Regions from separate parts of the Mus musculus genome. Here regions 1 and 2 are each linked to region 3. Evidence: chromatin contacts called from public HiChIP or PLAC-seq data. All regions are on one chromosome and are shown on one strand. Each heading gives the region's core, a stretch centred on a gene start, on an enhancer-like site or on the middle of the called end of the contact. The rest is flanking DNA. Distances are from core to core; before and after follow the strand shown.

What was found. HiChIP or PLAC-seq counts read pairs in DNA pulled down with a chosen protein or histone mark.
Region 1: a contact with region 3 is called in an H3K27ac HiChIP or PLAC-seq map of large pre-B cells, with 5 times the contacts expected there. The contact joins two enhancer-like sites. A contact is called at or near these places in 4 of 39 promoter capture datasets (the 3T3-L1 cell line, the SN4741 cell line, embryonic stem cells and 1 more) and 1 of 115 datasets of contacts at active chromatin or transcription factors (large pre-B cells).
Region 2: an H3K27ac HiChIP or PLAC-seq map of large pre-B cells shows a contact between it and region 3, with 4 times the contacts expected there. The contact joins two enhancer-like sites. A contact is called at or near these places in 1 of 15 datasets of contacts at CTCF or cohesin (large pre-B cells), 2 of 484 Hi-C or Micro-C datasets (the C10 cell line and bone marrow-derived macrophages), 4 of 115 datasets of contacts at active chromatin or transcription factors (bone marrow-derived macrophages, embryonic stem cells, large pre-B cells and 1 more) and 1 of 9 other capture datasets (embryonic stem cells).

What each region holds. Positions count from the first base shown.
Region 1 is chr14:74,644,525-74,647,735 of GRCm38.p6, forward strand. Htr2a (5-hydroxytryptamine (serotonin) receptor 2A) reads left to right here. Exons shown (of 3, transcript NM_172812.3): 2 at 464-664. Among named protein-coding and RNA genes, the nearest start is that of Htr2a, 5.3 kb to the left of the region's middle. Within about 2 kb of position 1,592, at least 105 of the 459 cell types and tissues checked have an H3K27ac peak or open chromatin away from gene starts, as enhancers often do.
Region 2 is chr14:74,762,633-74,765,662 of GRCm38.p6, forward strand. All of the region lies in intron 18 of Lrch1 (leucine-rich repeats and calponin homology (CH) domain containing 1), which reads right to left. Among named protein-coding and RNA genes, the nearest start is that of Esd, 32 kb to the left of the region's middle. Within about 2 kb of position 1,734, at least 14 of the 459 cell types and tissues checked have an H3K27ac peak or open chromatin away from gene starts, as enhancers often do. A contact at or near this core is called in bone marrow-derived macrophages, where this site is marked.
Region 3 is chr14:75,033,003-75,036,172 of GRCm38.p6, forward strand. It overlaps Rubcnl (RUN and cysteine rich domain containing beclin 1 interacting protein like), which reads left to right. Exons shown (of 14, transcript NM_198642.2): 3 at 2,417-2,499; 4 at 3,008-3,170. Among named protein-coding and RNA genes, the nearest start is that of Rubcnl, 19 kb to the left of the region's middle. Within about 2 kb of position 1,434, at least 118 of the 459 cell types and tissues checked have an H3K27ac peak or open chromatin away from gene starts, as enhancers often do. A contact at or near this core is called in bone marrow-derived macrophages, where this site is marked.

The DNA of each region.
Region 1 (3,211 bases), core at 342-2,841, 390 kb before region 3:
ACACAGCCACTAATTGCCTGTCTATGTGAGACTGGACATGTCTAAGAGTGACTAAGATTAGACTAGCTATAGGGACCCTAACCCCAAAGAAAATTATGTGGATAAATAAAGGCTGTATGTGACCGGCAACATCAATTGAAGGGCTCAGAACATAACTTTGGACACATTGCTAAATAAAAGTGGCTTTGACCAGGTAGAGGGTGAGAGAGACTCCATTCCAGAGGAAAAAGCAAATTCCTCCTTCATTAATGCAATTCCACAGGTCAGAAACCTTCAACCCTGCACTCCCCTGCCCGTGCCATCACAGTGCACACTGGCTGTTGGTTTAAATATTGAAAGTCTCTTGTAGTTCCCTTGCCTGTCACCTCTACCTGTCCCCAAGTTGTAAGTCCTGGGGTATAGATTACACGCTGCAGAAAGCACGAAGCTAGCTATTCACTGATGCTAAACTTCTGCCCCACAGGGTACCGGTGGCCTTTGCCCAGCAAGCTCTGTGCCGTCTGGATTTACCTGGATGTGCTCTTCTCCACGGCGTCCATCATGCACCTCTGCGCCATCTCCCTGGACCGCTACGTGGCTATCCAGAACCCCATTCACCATAGCCGCTTCAACTCCAGAACCAAAGCCTTCCTGAAAATCATTGCGGTGTGGACCATATCCGTAGGTAAGCTGGACCACCTGGCAGGGTGGCATCTGAAACTAGAGTCTGTCCCTTCCCGGGAGACACGTTCCACATGGCTGTGGTGAAACCTGACTCTCTGAGTCTGTGGTTTCATGTGTTGCAAGGTATGTCTCCACTTCATGGTTATTGGAGTCGTTCTAGGAAAGGAGAAGCTGCAGATGCCAATGGCTGACGGCATCTGTCCATATTGTTTTGCACACGTAAGAAAAAGCACAGCAGCGGATCCTAAGGCAGGAATGCCTGTGTTCTTTCTCACATCCGAGCTCAACACTCTAAGCCTTGGGTCTCCCCGAAACCTATCGTTACTGGACTGTGATTGCTAAGGAATATGGGCACTTGACCCAGACAGCATTGGCCTTGAAGGAGGATCCAGAAAGGGGGCAGAAGCTGAGGACAGAGGGAAATGGCTTAAAGGGTTGGGCATTGCAGCTGCCTGGTACCTCTGTGGCCTTTCTCCCTGCTGTGACATCCACACCAAAGGATTCCAACCCACTTCTGTTAGGCCCGATTACACACACTTACCTCTGGCTAGCATTGATCTCCTGTCACTATAAATAGGATCTAAAGGAGCAGCTCTCAGGCAGCAAAGTCAATTTTACCTGTCACCTCAAAATACTTAGTTTGTAATCAAAGATTCCCTGAGACCTGCTGTCAAGTCTCAAAGCTTCTCAAAGGGAAACGCTATGTTTGCTAAGGCCCTTGGGGTATCTACTTCCTGGAAAGAGTGCAGGGTTTGATGGTAGATTAAAATTCCAGAGCTCATTTAATGCTACCTACTACTTTGTAATTTAAAATACCTATTAATGGGGGTCAGAGAGATACATTAACATTAGAGCTATCTATCTATCGCTGTCCTTGCTTCCAGCTCCTACAAGGGTGACTCACCACCCAGTTCCAAGAGATTCATCCCCCTCTTCTGGCCTCTTAGTGCATCAGGAACACACATGTGTGCAAACACACATGTGTGCAAACATACAGGCAGGTAAAACGTCCATAACACATAAAATAAAAGCGATTTTTTCAAATACTTATCAGCAAGCACAGTCTGTGCTCCTTGGTTTCCTTCCTGCTAATAACAGGAGTTAATGTGACGTCATCTCCACTTTGTAGAAGAGGAACGGGTGTTCTAAAAGGGAAATGAGGGGCGTGTGCAGCAAGTGTGAGCACAGTGAGCACTCTCTGGCTCTGATGGTAACAACAACGGGTTATGGTTACACAGCATCTTTGCACATTTTGGGAAAACCTCACCAGTTTTTCACCTTGAGCCTTAAGTTATCACTAGAGGTCAGCAGCACAGATGAATACCGTTGTATTTGTTTGATGCGTCGGGGGACCTCAGGAAATAGGACTTGTGGTTTCCTGGGTCACAGGTCTGACTCACAAGTGCTATAGCCTGCTGGCACGGAGCCCTCCTCTTTCTGCTGAGTGTAGCACACCTCCCTTAGCTGACAGCTTCAGATCCAAGAAAAGGCTGATGGCATTGTTCTGTGCAACCTAGGACTCCTCCTCACCTGGAACAGGAGGGTAAAGCGGCCAGCAGGTGTCCATCCAAGCTGCTTGTCACCACTCTGGAGAATTCTTAGGTTTAAACGGCTGGGTGTTCCTAAGAGAGGTCCACGGTTGAGGACCACATGAGCCAGATTATCAGAGAAGGAAGCAAGGTCAAAGGGTCAAGTGCAATTCACGCAGCAAAGTACACTGTCTTCCCTGCATAGACTGTCCTGCTAGCCGAGCATAAACTGAAGTGGCCCATCAGCTTTTCTTTCCGTGTGTGTGTGTGTGTGTGTGTGTGTGTGTGTGTGTGTGTGTGTGTGTGTTCATGTGTCTGTATATTCAATGTGGTGGCCAAATGTTGATGTCAAGCACCCTCTTTAGTTTATCTATACTTTATGAGTCAGGGTCTCTTGCTGAACCCAGAGCTTGTCGATTTGACCAGTCTAGACAGCTATTTTTGCTCCAGGGATCCTGTCTCTGCTTCCGCCTCCTGAGGGTTAGGGTTACAGGAAGCCCATCACATTTACATGAGTGCTGAAAATCTAACTCTGGCCCTCACATTGTACAGCAAGGACTTGTACCCACAGAGCCATCTCTTCAGTCCCAGAGTTCGTTACCTTACCCATGGCCAAAACAACTCTCCATCCCTGTCAACCTTCATAGTGACACCATTAACAGAAGTTAGACATTTATTCTGAAAAATGTACAGACCCAGTCCTGTACAGAGCACCTCGTGGGTAAGTCCCTTGCACAGGATCGAAACACTTAGAGCCAAGAGTCATCTCAGGCCAATCCAGCTCTAAAATCTGCACTTTTTCTACTACCTAATAAGGCTGTCTGCCCTAGCTCTTTCTGGCTGTCATCCCAGGAGCGAGACAGGTTAGAATGGTTGTAAGGATGCTGACCAATGGACATCGCTACAAAGAAGTGTTCAGGAATGATCATCCCTCTGTCCTTTTGGTTATGCTAGAGTAAACCAGATGACAGAGTGTGTATTCAAGTACCTCTCCAACTGTGGTAGAAGACACTTAAATT
Region 2 (3,030 bases), core at 484-2,983, 270 kb before region 3:
TGTTTCTCTTTATCACGTATTTGAAGGAAATACTTTAAAAACACTCTTTCTTAAAAGAAGATGGGGCCCTGGTATGCGGGACAAATCACACAACTGAATCCCTGAAGGAAGATTAGTCAGGTGTCCCCAGCTGTGTGGCAATGGCCGGTATCCCATAAGCTTGTGAGCTGCTGTCTGGAACTGCGGAGGAGCACCACAGAGAGGCCCAGTGTTCCAACCAGAAATTAACGGTTTGCTTACAATAAGCAAAATGACCCACTCGAAGTGGTGCCTGAAGGGTTGAGTTGATTATGCTCTGGGAGTGACCATACTAGATAATGAAAAATATCACACAGCAACCCCCACGGAGAGCAGCACATTCGATGTAAATTAAGGACATGGAAGATGAAAAGCATAGCCAGGGCATCCTTGGGATGCCAGAGGAGAAATATTCGGGAAGCTACCATTGAAGATCAATCTAATCTCATGGGACTGTTTTACTCACTTGATGTTTATTGATGCTATTTTTTTTCCTTGAGCCAGCAAACTAGCACGTTTTCTCAATTCTCCTTTTGCCCACCATTAAGAAGATGGAAACAAACAAACTGTGGCAAACACTGAAAGAAAGTCCCCATGCATGGCAGAGCTGGGTAGAAATGCCAAGAATCATTCTGGGCACCCAGGAATAAATGCACCAACAGGCCAAGAAAAAAATAAAAAGCTTGGATTAATCACCCAATTGTGTTTATTAAGCAATTTACGGCTCAGGGTGGTCACCAGACACTGTACAAAGGGATTTTATTGTTACAGAAAAGTACAAGATAGCACCAAAGACGACTCATAACTCTGTGGCTTTCAGACACAACTCACATCACGAACCCTGTATTCACCATCAACACAATGCTGGGAGGAAGAGGCTCAGACAATCTAACATCTTATGGCATAAAGAATGCTTTCTGTTTTTTGTTTTAAAATCATATCTGATTTAGCAGCAAAGATTCTATAAATATAACCCTTCAAGTATGGAGGCATCTCAGAATCTCATCTCCCCTGTTCTCATGAATATGTTCAGAAAAATATGATAATCTTCATAGCAGCCATATCTGAGGAACGTTCATATCTCAGCAAACTGGACATTTATCTTGACGGCATTAACACCACCACCTTCCCAACACGAGAAGCAGTGTTCGGCAAGAAGGATATAAAAGGAAGCCGACAATGTGGCTGGAGCTTGCAGCAGGGCCTTCTCACATTGTAAAGAGGCTTCCAGAGACTCAGCAAGATATGGGCCAACATGATTAGAGTCTAACATTTCTTCCTTTAACCACAAAAAGAAGCACTTTGCCCCAAAAGCTGAGAGGCCGATACGCAAGCCTTTAAAAACGGACTTAAAAATAAACAGTTGGATCATTAATATTACTAAAAATCAAAGGCCAAATGGACATTCAAAGTAAATGGGGAAAAACATTCATCTAAAATAAGAGCGATCTTATCATCTGCTGCTATAGTAACCCAAGGCCCCTGGTGCTAAGAGTGTTCCAGGATCCATAGACTTATTTGAAACTGAAGAGTCAAATGCATCACATTCTGGGTCTGCAGTTATTCAATATACCAAGAAAGTAAAGCGACCCCGTCACATTATGCAAAAATAGAAATCCCTTCTATAAAACCCTTTTCTCAGCTTCAGAACACCACCTAATAAAAAGGAAAAGCGGGCTAAGCAGATCCACCAGGTGGCGCTCTAACAGGAAGGCACTTCCCCAGATTAGGCCTGCAGAGGGCACAGAGGGCATGCTCTGGTGGACATTGGCTGCAATCCTCCTGGGTGCCCTTCACAAGCCCCTTGCAGCAAACAGGGAGGACTCCAACTAACCAGCCAGCAAAGCAGTCATTCTCCAGATACGACTTCTCAGCTTGGTCAGCAATGGTACCATTAGAGATGTTTATAAATTAGACTGAGCCCAAATGCTGGCTTTTCTCTGCAAGGCAACCCCTCTACAGATCAACTGCCAGTCCTGAATTAGGACCAGAATCAAGTATCAAGACTCCTGTATGCTAACCCCACCCTGTTCCTGTCCTGGTTCTCCTTACCTCCTGCACAGAGCAGAGGCTCATGGGAGAGAGCAGGACCTACAGGAGCATCGCTGCCCACACCACGAGTGTGAAGGAGTATGAGGTATGCACTGACAGGCTTTGTCGCTGTCGCTGTCGCTTTTAGTTAAATGCAAAAAATTACCCAGTGGGAACTGTATTCTACAAAGTTTGTGCTTCAGGAAAAATCTGGCTTATAAATGTTCAGTTTCAAAACTCGACAGCTAACTGAAGAGATGACAGGGATGGGAGAGTCTGCAAGGCAAAGGCTCCAATGGGGGGAGGAGCTGGGCTGGACCAGGATGCCAGAGCAGAGCGTTTGGATGCGCATGCAGGAGTTAGGCAGACAGAGCATTCCAGCGGTAAGCGATATAGACCAGTACTATAAGGAGAACATGGATAAGACAGAAGCCTATAAGGTCCCTGGAGCGGAGGGCAGAAGTTGACTGTGGGGGTTTCTCCCCGAGGGCCAGCAGAGTGTCAACAGTCTTTCGAATGTGACGAAAATCCAACTGCAGGATGTCATACGGAGAGCACAGGTCGGCCTAATCCGAGGGCAGCCATTAGAACAGAAAGAGAGTGCATACAATTAACACCACACGGAAGAAGCACCGGAAAGAAGCACACATTTCTGCTTACTAGCAAATAGCAGGAGTCAACCCTTACTTCAAGTTCTTAAGTCCATGACAAAAGTAGAGCCCCCAGTGAGCCCTATGTAAACTGGACAGGAACCTCCATCCACCATCACACCCCACCACCGCAGGCTGTGCAATGTGCACACTGCTCTTGAATTGGAACAGTCTTAATATTCAAGTGGCCTTATGTGCTCCAAGTGGCATTATGTGCACATCAGTGGCACAAAAGTGTGAGCTTTTCATTCATCACACCTAGAGCTTAAACATTACTAAGGGAAAAATACAAAATCTAAAGTTGAATCTCCAATCCTCTTTTCTTTTCTCT
Region 3 (3,170 bases), core at 184-2,683:
TTCTTAAAACTGAAAAACTTCTGAATGGCTTAGTCCACTCGGAGTAAGAGTCAGGTAGCTGGCTTTATTTTATTTTAAAGGATTCTTATGTTATATTCATGCTGTGAGTTTCGAGCCCTGCTTCAAGTAGTTTGGAAAATATTTTGTAGTTTTCAGGATAAAGAGGAGCTTTCAGATACAGAGGTTGCTGATGGAAAGGTGAGGTTGCTGCTAGATTGGCCTTTCTCCACATAAACAAACCATCATGATAACAAGTTATTACAAGCCACTGATTGATAATGACTCTGAGCCCAAACCCACTTGTCATAGCCTTGTGCAACAAGAAGTTCTTTAACTTAGTGTTATTTTGCCTCTTTGTCTTTCTCCTAGAAAAGCAATGGTACAAAGTGAGCCCCCAAGCCAAGTCTTGCCTTTTGTCTGAAGGCAGCGTTTCCCCACAATCCTTATCGGTACCTTTAAAAGCTGTCCAGTGTTTTTTTGAGGTGTTCTTCTGTTTGCTTTTAAGCCAGACTCTCACTCTGTGTAGCAGACTGGTCTTAGACTGCCAGAAAGACTGGTCTTTCTTAGACGGAAGGAAGTTCTCACTTCACGTCCTGAGTGACAAGATCATAGGAGTGAGCCATCATACCTGACAAGACTCTCGAGAGTCATTCTATGGAATTAAGAAACAAAAGTCCAGAGTTACAGGTTTTCTCTTCCTTTATGTAGAGCAGCATAAGGGGGGGGAGCAAATATTGGTCACTAAGGCACGGGATTTCCTATGACACCCACATCTCTAATGGCAGCTGTGGGACCTTCTTGTGTGGATGGAAGCATTTCCTGAGGCTGTAGGAACAATATCCTGGGTTCTACTGCTTGAACAGAATCTACATGTTTACAAAATACCCTCTCTCTCTCTCTCTCTCTCTCTCTCTCTCTCTCTCTCTCTCTCTCTCTCTCTCTGTCTCCTTATGGAATAACAGGTAATAATCCCAACTCAAGGCAGGAGAGATTTCGTGACCAAGGCCTAACAGGTCTGGGCACCCTCTCTTGCTTTTTCCTCTGCACTCAGGTCTTTACGTGTAGCTTAGGGGTCAAAATTCTGCCAGCTTCATGTTTTTGTTGAAAAAGACAAACCAGCAATTTAGTTTCATCACCCCTTCTAGTTACAGTGGCAGGATGCTTGGCAGAGATGGTGAACGATTCCCACATCCAAGCCTCTGAAATATTTACCTCAGTGAAGAGGTCTCTCTAGTCTTCCATTTCTGACTGACTTTGTTCAACAGGAAGTATTGGGGTGACACTTCCTGCATTTGTCTGGCATCTGAGAACCCACAGTTCCCCAAACATTGGCAGCATCTCTTAATTTATCAGGTCAGGACAGCATAGCTCTTTTGACTGTCCGGAAATCTCACTTCCGTCCCAGGCTGCAGTTAGCAGTTATGTGATAGGAACAACTTGCATTGGTGTTGCCTGTTGCCAGTAAGGAGTGGGTGAGGGTGTAAGATTGGATGACACAGCACAGTGGTCCGAGCTTGACTGAAGCCCTGTTTGCTGTCAGATGACATTGTGTGTGCAACAGGAAGTTTGGGGCAGGTTGCCACCAGCTAAGGAAGTGCTGGGGAAGTGATCCTGTAGTCATTTTTGTAAAGAATTGTTTGTTTATTTATTTCATGTATATGAGTACACTGTAGCTGTCTTCAGACATACCAGAAGAGGGCATCATATCCCATTACAGATGGTTGTGAGCCACCATGTGATTGCTGGGAACTGAACTCAGGATCTCTGGAGAGCAGTCAGTGCTCTTAACCACTGTGCCATCCCTCCAGAGTTTATTTAGGGCATGGAGAAGGGAGTTGGGGGTGGGGGCCAGGGTAGTAGAGACAGAGAAAGGCAGAGAGAGAGAGAGAGAGAGAGAGAGAGAGAGAGAGAGAGAGAGAGAGAGAGAGGAGGAGGAGGAGGAGGAGGAGGAGGAGGCAAGCCACCCTTTTTATAGTGAGTTAGGTAGCCTGGCTATTGCCAGGTAACTGTGGGGCAGGGCCTACAAGGAAACCCCACAATTTTCCCCATATTTGTTCTTTGTGTGTGTTTTTCTTTTGTATTGTGGGAGTTCACCTGTGCGCATGTATATGTGGAGGCCAGAAGTCAAAGTCACGTGTCTTCCTCTGCGCTTCTCTCAGTTCTCCCCCCCCCCACCCCCCCCCAACACACACACTTTTGGAGACAGAGCCTCTCACTGAATCTGCAGCTCACTAATTTTCTAACCCAGCAGGCTACGAAGCCCCAGGGTTCCTCCTGTCTCCACCGCTACACTACTGGGTTAACCAGTGCCTGATGCAATAGGAGCTTGAACTCAGGTCCTCAGTGTTGCCTAGCAAGCACTTTATTGACGGAGCCATCTCATTTCTCCATGTTTAATGGCTCGCTGTGTTGGCAGGTGATGCTCGGAGCAGCAGCAGAAGCCATGCTTGGAATTTCTTCCCACTAGAGACGTTCATGCTGCCCGCTGATGTAGAAAAGGTGAGCGCCTCTCAGCCACAGAGGGCCTGAGTCTGTCAGTAGTGGTGCGCGATGTGATCATGGAAACCACCCTGACGCAGTACAGCCTAAGAGGTTCTTTTCAATATTTGATGGAGGCCGCCAGGGGCGCTAAACTGAAGTCTTCAGGCACGGTGTGCTCAGTTGTGCATGACTAAGGAGCTAAGTCAGGTTCTGGGCTCTATCCACCGAGGGTGTTCTATCATAAGACATGCAACTTGGTGGTTGGGATGGGGCTCAGTAGTAGAGCGCTTACTTTGCATATATGATGTTGTGTTTTAATCTCCAGTCCTGAGAAATAAATCAATTTAGTTTGGTATATCTGTGTCTCTGGATGTATTTTTCATCATCTAGTTAGATCAAGTTATTTTTATCCTTATTTGTAGTCACTTAAGTTAAGTGGCGTTTCTTCAATTTTGAAATCTTATCCATACTCCGAAGAAAAGTTGATTATGTTCCTATTTGAATTGACTTTTTTGCCCCCCTGCAGGAAAATCTCCACTTTTATGCTGCAGACATCATTATCTCAGTAATAGAGAATATGAAGTGCAACCTCCCGAATCAACAGCAGCCAGAGAGATGGGACACAGAAGACGCCAGCAGGTTACGTGGGACTGGAGCGGAAATGACCTTTTATACCCATATAAAGCAGG